Linked DNA regions of Cricetulus griseus: region 1 is linked to region 2. Evidence: chromatin contacts called from public Hi-C data. All regions are on one chromosome and are shown on one strand. Each heading gives the region's core, a stretch centred on a gene start, on an enhancer-like site or on the middle of the called end of the contact. The rest is flanking DNA. Distances are from core to core; before and after follow the strand shown. Region 1 has its middle 16 kb from the start of Tmc1. Region 2 holds the start of Zfand5 (AN1-type zinc finger protein 5).

Region 1 (4,284 bases), core at 661-3,160, 220 kb after region 2:
TGATACCATATCAGAACACTTGAGTCTGGGGAATTTAAAAGACAGAGAAACTTACTTCTCAGTTCTCAAAGTCAGTGAGCTCAATATTAAGATGTTGGCATCTGGCTAGGGTCTGTATCATCCCATGGTTTGAAAGGCAAATAAGTATGCTTGCAAGACTGAGTAAATAAGAGAGGTTCAGCCTCACTTCTGTGATAAGCTTATGCTCACAAAGATAGCACCAACCTTGCTGATCTAACCACTGCTATGACCCTTACCTCCTAATACTGTTGCGTTATGATCCAAGTTTTCTTTAATTGATTATATATTTAACTATAGTGTATGGGCATTTTCCTGCATATATGTGTGTGTAGATATCCGTATGTAGTGCCCACAGATGCCAGAAGGGAGTGTTGGCTCTGCTGGAACAGGAGTTACAAATGGTTGTAAGCCACCTTATGCCTGCTGGGAATAGGGTCCTCTCGGAAGAGCAGACAGTGAGTGTCCTTAACTGCCAATACATCTCTACGGCCACAGAGACTAAGTTTTTAAAACAAGAACTTTGCATGCTGACTTTACTGGGAGACTGAGTTCCACTCACCTCACTTGGTTGAATCACTCATAGAAAACTAAGTTCTAGGTGGATCTTGGAATAGGCACTAATATTTTTAGATCCTCTTACAGTCTTCTTCAGGGTGCCAAGTGTCCAGGTAACTGTGTGACTCTGTGTAAGAAATGAATCACTACATATGAGTGACATAGGTGTGTGCATTCGCAAATTTTAAAAAGTGAAAAGGAAGTCATTTCTTCTATTTGGTGGTGGTTGTAGCAACTAAAGAAGTCTAGATCGATGACTATTAACTGCTCTCATCCCCCACTGTCACTAAGGGATGAGTGGCACAGTCTGGGGATGCTAAAGGAGTCTGGTGAGTAGAGGTCAGAATGTTACTAAATCCCAAATGCATAGGGTAGCTCTCACAATGTAAACTTATTTGACTCAAGATACCAGTAGTGCCACTACTGGTCATACACAGTGGTAATGAATAACTTTAAAATTTCAGTGGTTTGGCCTGGGAAATGATTATTTTTCCTTGTTAGTTAGTAAGAAATACCCACGGTAAATGGTCTATGAAGACAAAGGTTTATTTTACCTCATAACTTTGGACGTTTTAGTTCATGGTTATGTAGATCCCTTGTTTTAATGCCTCTGGTATTGAGGGGAGGGAATACAGCACGATGGGGAAAGACGGTATAGCTAATTCCTTACCTCACAGCTGCAGTGTGGAGGAATGAAAGGAACCAGATTCCTAACACCCTCTCCAACGGAATGTCCTGAATGACCTAACTTCTTCCCACAAACACCATCTCTAAGGGGGTTCACCACCTCCCAATAGTTGCCATGGAAAATTCAAGAATTACCTTCAATAACATGGGCCTTGAGGGACTTTTAAGATCCAAATGATGGCATTCTTCTTCCTGCTGTATGTCCAGCATGGGTGCAGCACATCCTGCTCCCCATTCTGGAGATTTGGAGATGGGATATGTGTTTCCTCATGGTCTTCTTCAGTGTGACAGAGGACGTGGGATTTGGTGGATCCCAGGCTTTAAAGCTCCATCCCAGAATTAACATGTAAGTTCTGATTACATTTCACTGGCCATGGTCCATCAGTGAAGGAGGTGATGCCTTAGACTTGTGCTCAGACAAGGGGTAGAATAGGAACAGTCAAAATCTGCCTGCATGACTGGCATTGGGGACACTGTGAGAACATAAAGGGGCTTTCTTTCTCTGTTACTTATTGCCATAGAAAACTCCATCTAATGCTTAGGGGCTGAAGATAACTGCAATCACTCTGGTCATGGAGTTGGGTTTGGACAGAGCTGGCTGGGAACTCATCTCTCACCACAGGGCATGAGCTGGGACAGCTCACCTTCAGTGACTCAGAGGCAGCTGCCAGAATCACTCACCCATGTTTGGCCATGGCTGTGGACTTGGACCTCTGTTGTGGCTGTCAGCTTGACCACCTCCAGGTGGCCTCTGGGTGTGGCTCTTTGGCTTCCTTCCAGAGTGGTGGCTGTTCTCGGGCAGTAAGGAAATGCTGCCAATTTCTTAAAACTCAAGCCTGCATGCATGCAGGCACTGAATCACGCTTACCTCAGGCTTTCGATGGAAATGTTTTATAGATGCCAGCGGTGAGGAGAAACAACAGAGGCCTCATCTTTCAAGGGCAGAAGAGCCTTGGTTTAAAATTGCTTCTGGGGACAAGCTCCTTCAGTGAGAATTCATGAGCCAAGACATGAAGACATCAGAGTCGAATTCAGCTCCGAGTTCTAGCAGGTTCCACCACAGAACTTCTTGTTACTAGTGCTTACTTAAATATTATGAAATGTTTTGATTCAGTAAGTGTATGCTGAATATATTGTTTTGTGAATGTGAACTGCAATCTGATTTAATTACCTAAAATTAAAACTGAATAATTCTAATAGACTCATTAATTGACTCATTAATGGACTCATTAAAGCAATTAAAAACCCTATTGATAACTTCTTTTCTGTGAAATAATGTATTTCACAATAATACCCTAGTTTACTGCCATTTAAAATCAATAGAAAAAAATTCATAGAATAAGCTGGGCCTGAAAGCCTACTCAGAATGCTGAGTTGGGAAGATCTTTTTAATTGGCTTGTCCATTTAAATTGTGTGTGTATGCATGAGTGTGTGTGTGTGTGTCTCTCTCTCTCTCTCTGTGTGTGTGTGTGTGTGTGTGTGTGTGTGTGTGTGTGTGTGTGTGTGTGTGTATGCACACCTGTACCATGACATGCATGTGGGGATACGTTTTGGAAGCTTCTCTTTTCCTTCCACTGTGAGTCCCTGAGATCAAACTCAGATCAGCCCGTTTACTGAAACATCTCAGTGGCCCCAAGAAGATTTTAAGTTCATGGCTAGCCTGGGCTACAGACTAAGTTCAAGGCCAGCCTTGGTAACTTAGTGAGACTATGACTCAAAATAAAAAGTAAGGGCAGAACCGAGAGTATAACTCGGTGGTATAGCATTGATTCAGTCTGTGGTAAAAATAAAGGAAGAAAGGAAACAGAGAGAAAAAAAAAAACAAAAAACAGAATGATTCATTCAGGCTTGAATCCATTTTACTTTGAACTTTGTGGTTCAATTTAGACATCAAAGTAGGCTGGACGTGACCTGAAAGACTATCAAGAATCAGATGCCACAGGACCTGGGCATTAGCGTGAGTAAGCCTTGCCTGGCCTGACTCTTGAGAGGAGAATTGCTCTTTGTCTGCAAGTATTCCTGCCTTCCACACATCAGTCTGCTTGAGCCAAAGCAGCAAGGAAAAGTAGCCTGTTCTAGAGGACATACCCTCTGGCTTGGGTGGAGACCCAACTTTGCAATGCCTAGGGTCAAGGTCAAGGCGAAGGGACCACCCCTAGAGAGGCATGTTCTTAAGCCAAGCTAATGCAGTAAGAAGAATACTTTTCCATTTGACAAAATACTGTATGTCTCCTTCTCAGAATCCCTCACACCTAGTGCCGTCTCTGCAATGGCAACAGTCATGCTGTTGGGTTTGTCCACCTTTCTCAGTCCCAACTCAGACAGGTGCAATTCAGTTTTCTTTTCTTTTCTTTCCAGTCTCTTCCTTTTGGAGACTGACCAGAAATCCAAGTATGTCTTACACTTTGGGCTTCCTTGCTCATTTTTTGAAGGCCCTTCCCAGCCATGTGATGAAACTCCACAGAAACCTGTAACTCCATCTTTCTCTCCTAGGCAGCTTCTGAGATTTATAGTGTGCCTGCTCTGGGGATTTTCTTAGAAACTCTAATAAAATTGTCCTCAAGTTTTCATTTGAGTCTGTTTTTAAATCCATTTTATTAATGAAATTAAGAACGCCAAGGCAGGGCTCCCTGTATCAAATATTAATCACATTCTGTGGATGAAAGGGCCCATATTTTGGAGAGAGTGTTTTTAAAGGTCTTGTCACTTCTGCTTGCCCATTTAGCAGATAGGTAAACAGAAATGGGGGGTGGGAATCACGAGCTAGATTCCTAATTATCAATTAGGAGGAAGGCCAGCCTGTTCAGGTTGAAGAGATGCTGCTGGGCTCTGGTAACCCCCAGTCTTCCTGCCTGTGTGGACTAAGGGAAAGGGGGTCTCAGTTTCTGCGGCAGGGGCTTCTCCTATGACCCAGCATCGCCCTCCCCCCCTCCAGGCCGTCTCTTCTCTTTGTCCCCAGGCTGAAGGACTCATCTGCCTGCAGATTATTCACTGACAGCTGCCTTTCCCTTCGCCCTTTG
Region 2 (4,327 bases), core at 1,149-3,648:
TCTATTTAGCTTTAACAAGTATTTTTCTCCTGTCAAAAACCAAAACCTTTCCAAATCCAAACTTGATTATGTAAGCAATATAAAAACATACTCTGATCACAGTTAATATTTAATGTTAGGCTACCAGAAAGAACTTTACATAGCAAGCATACCTGAGTATTTCCAAAAGTTTAATTGGCATAAAATAGGCTAACTTTACTTAGCTTCCCACTGTGTAAGAGAAAATATAAGTAGGAAAAATTACTTTTGAAAGAATTATGTAAAAAGCATTATTTGAGAGCATTTGGTTTTAAGGAAAATGTGGTCACTTTTTTTCCCATCTACTACACAGTAAGACACACCCTATTAACTCTTTACCAAAATTACAAAAATGAAGAAAGGGGAATAAGCAATTTGATCAGGACAAAACCCTGACCATGAGTATCCAGTCTTGACCAGTTAAATGAGAGCAATCTTTCCTTGTTATCACAAGATCACTTTGAGCAAATCAAGCTTGTATATTGTGATTAAAAGCCATAGTTCAGAAGAATAGTAGTAATTTAGTTGACACTGCCTCTTTAAACAGTGAGAGGAATTTAGCTGACTCATTTCAGAGCAAGGCAGCGTAAATATTTCAAGATTACTTATGCAGTTTAATAAACACTTTTAGTTGACTTTTTTTAAATGTTGAGTGTAACACAAGCACAGAAAAACGATTCAAATAATAAATTATGTATCTTCATTTTCTTCATGCAGTGTGCTGACCTTTACCCTATGCAAAAAGTTGGGCCTTTTTCAGCCCACTTAAGAACTATGCTACAACTAAGTTACTACTATAACTTCCAGTGACACCTGGCATTCTTTAAAAGTATACTGAGGGAATTAAGACCAACTGATCAGATCAACCCTGTTTTTTAATCAGAAAGCACTTTTCTTCTGTGAATGAGAAGATACCCACTTAGACAAGGATTCCACCTTCAGAAAACACAACTCAAATTCTTAAACTTAAGTACACAGAAAGAACAAGAACCAAAAAGACACCAGTCTTCTATAAGTCTCCCCCTCCCCTAGTAAGTCAGATTTTAAATGCCATCACATGTGCACAGCTTGCTTTAATATTTCTCAGAAGCCTAGATCACATGGGAGGGCGCTTCAGCCTGTCACAAGGCTGCAATGTGACAAGCTGAGCTGGATGGAGGCTCTCACATAAAGCCTAGTCAACAGGGGCCTCTGAAATCAGCTTCTATTTATATCTCAGAGCCTGCCAACTCCTACACAACCCCAAGAACTAACGATGCAGTATTCATATATCTCACATAACAAAACAAAATGCAATTAGGGCCTCCAGGTTTTTTAATGCAGGATCAAAGAACAACCTCACCTTCAATCCACAATACCCAAGTAGAATTAATAACAAAGTAAGATGTGCTTATTGAAAAGGGGTAGGAGGGGAGTAAGCAGGCACAGTGGAGAAAGCATGGCAGCATAAATACTCCATACACTTAATGAAAACTATAGTGTGTTTGTTAATTTGTATACTGTATTTCCCTTCTATTTTGGGAACAAAAAACAAGTTGTTAGAGACTTAGTATTCTTCCATAAGCCCTTCAGGCATAGCTGCAATTGTTTTTTGTTTTGAAGTTCACGGCATTTCTTACCTCATCGATTAAAACGAACCTCACAGGATTAACCAATTTTCCAATTAAAAAACTGAAATGAATGAGCTTTTCTTTTAAACTACGGGCTACCTATTCAAGGTGAACATGCCTAAAAATGGCAAGACCACTCACTAACCTCGAGGGCAGACCCGAATTCTAGGTTCTAATGGGCCAATAAGCCTGACCTTGGGCAAGTCCTTAGTCTCCAGGTCCCGGTTACCTCAGCCAAACAGATTTTTTTTTTTTGAAGCTCCTTTCCTGATTTAATACCTGTCCTAGGCACAAAAGAAAAAAAAAAGGTACAACTAAAACAAATGCCTCATTTTGGGCTGGACACTTTTAAGAACAAACGTGAAAGGTAAAAATGAAATATTTTCACCAATTAAGGTTATGAGATCTCACTTTTAAAGGAATCATCAAAATGGGAAGATAAAACCTTCCTATTTCCTGTAGTTACCGAACGCCAAATCTGAGAAACGATGCTCTGACCTATATATTATTTTCTCCTAAATATCCGGGTAGTATTCTCAGGCAGCTCCAATGGACATTTAACTTCTAACACCTTCCCCAAAATAGAGCTCCACGGAGTGCACGGAAAAGGAGCAAAATGTTAATGTGCGTGTAGACAAAGGGAGAGGCGCTCGATTTGCCTCCATGAAGGGGCTCTGGAGGGAGCAGCTTAACCACAATTGGAAAAACTAAACACCTTCCGGGGAGACAGCCGTGGGGCCGGGTCCCAGCGATTTCGACCGAGTTCGGTGCCCAGAGGCCCCCATCCCCCTCGCAGCGCAGGGCAGGCCGCGCTCCGGGAAGCCCGGCAGGGCCTGCTCCAAAAAGCACTGAGTCATGCACTCGGCACCCCACAGTAATCCAACTAATCACTACCTCTTGATATTTGTTAGATCAAGTTGGCTGAATCCTGGATTTAGCCTTGAAGCTTTTAAATAAAGATGTGTATACGTGTTTGCCTGTATGCATGTACACATATATCCCTGATGCCTACACACTCAACTCCCTGCAACTGAAGTTAACACACAGCTGTGAGCCACCACTATGTGGGTGCTGGGAACTGAATCCAGGTCCTCTTATAAGAGCATCAAGCACTCTTAATGACTGAGCCATCCCTACAGACCATCTTCAGCTTTCTTAAAACCACCCCCAGAACCTGTCTGAAAGACACACTTGGGCCCTATCAGTAATACTTCCACTCAGTGTCTAGAAACCTGTAAAGCAGAAACTACCAGCCACAGACTTTTCAGTCTCTATTTAGCTTTAACAAGTATTTTTCTCCTGTCAAAAACCAAAACCTTTCCAAATCCAAACTTGATTATGTAAGCAATATAAAAACATACTCTGATCACAGTTAATATTTAATGTTAGGCTACCAGAAAGAACTTTACATAGCAAGCATACCTGAGTATTTCCAAAAGTTTAATTGGCATAAAATAGGCTAACTTTACTTAGCTTCCCACTGTGTAAGAGAAAATATAAGTAGGAAAAATTACTTTTGAAAGAATTATGTAAAAAGCATTATTTGAGAGCATTTGGTTTTAAGGAAAATGTGGTCACTTTTTTTCCCATCTACTACACAGTAAGACACACCCTATTAACTCTTTACCAAAATTACAAAAATGAAGAAAGGGGAATAAGCAATTTGATCAGGACAAAACCCTGACCATGAGTATCCAGTCTTGACCAGTTAAATGAGAGCAATCTTTCCTTGTTATCACAAGATCACTTTGAGCAAATCAAGCTTGTATATTGTGATTAAAAGCCATAGTTCAGAAGAAGCCCGGAGAGCCGGGACAAGACTGCAGAAATGGAGCGAGGTGACAAACAAGCCGGACCCCGGGCAAGGGCAAGGTGCTGACACCTGCCCAGAGCACGAACACAAACCCTTCTCGCCTCTTCACGGTTTCCTCTGGGAACAGATGTAGTGTCCACCGATCTAAAGAAAACATACGTAAATAGTTAGGGCTACCTTAGCCACAACTGGAATGCAGTTAGGGCCCTTCATCTCCGACATTGAAGAGTCCCAGGCCTTTCCCCTAGGTACCATTAGAGTTGGCCTTGGCGGGAGCACAGGAACCTTATTTACTTCTGGTGTTTTTGATATCATGGGAGTAGTGTGGGGGAGGGATGCTGGTGTCCGGATGCTCCAAATTAAATAGCTCTGAGTACTGCAGGTGGAGTACCTGGGACATAAAGTGTTTTAAAAAAACCTATTTCGGGCCGGGCGTTGGTGGCGCATGCCTTTAATCCCAGCACTCGGGAGGCAGAGGCAGGCGGATCGCTGAGAGTTCGAGGCCAGCCTGCCTGGTCTCCAGAGCGAGTGCCAGGATAGGCTCCAAAGCTACAGAGAAACCCTGTCTCGAAAAAGAAAAACAAAACAAAACAACAACAACAACAAAAAAACCCTATTCCGGGGTTACATTGCTATGATTAAGTAATGTATTTGAAATTTAGTCTGGGTCATTGGTTCTATCCCTTTAGGATTTTACCTCCACAAACTAGTAAATAATAAAAATACCATGTAGCAACCGTTTTCAGTGTCACGAATTTTTCATTTAGGGTCTCCTTAATTTATCACAGTAATTTCCTGAGAAAAATGTCCTGTCTATTTGTCAGGGTGAGGTGGTCATGATAAAGGATGCTTGCCTGGAGCACTACAGGGTGGAAAGGCTAATGGA

Evidence for each region. A called contact is a pair of places that touch in the nucleus more often than the background predicts.
Region 1: a contact with region 2 is called in a Hi-C map of the CHO-K1 cell line, with 4 times the contacts expected there. The contact joins the enhancer-like site here to the promoter of Zfand5 in region 2. A contact is called at or near these places in 5 of 8 Hi-C or Micro-C datasets (the CHK-Q cell line, the CHO-K1 cell line, fibroblasts and 1 more).

What each region holds. Positions count from the first base shown.
Region 1 is chr3:40,162,136-40,166,419 of CriGri-PICRH-1.0, forward strand. No RefSeq gene overlaps it. Among named protein-coding and RNA genes, the nearest start is that of Tmc1, 16 kb to the right of the region's middle. Within about 2 kb of position 1,911, at least 4 of the 6 cell types and tissues checked have open chromatin away from gene starts, as enhancers often do. A contact at or near this core is called in the CHO-K1 cell line and fibroblasts, where this site is marked.
Region 2 is chr3:39,940,273-39,944,599 of CriGri-PICRH-1.0, forward strand. Zfand5 (AN1-type zinc finger protein 5) reads right to left here and starts at 2,399. Exons shown (of 5, transcript XM_027406541.2): 1 at 1-2,399.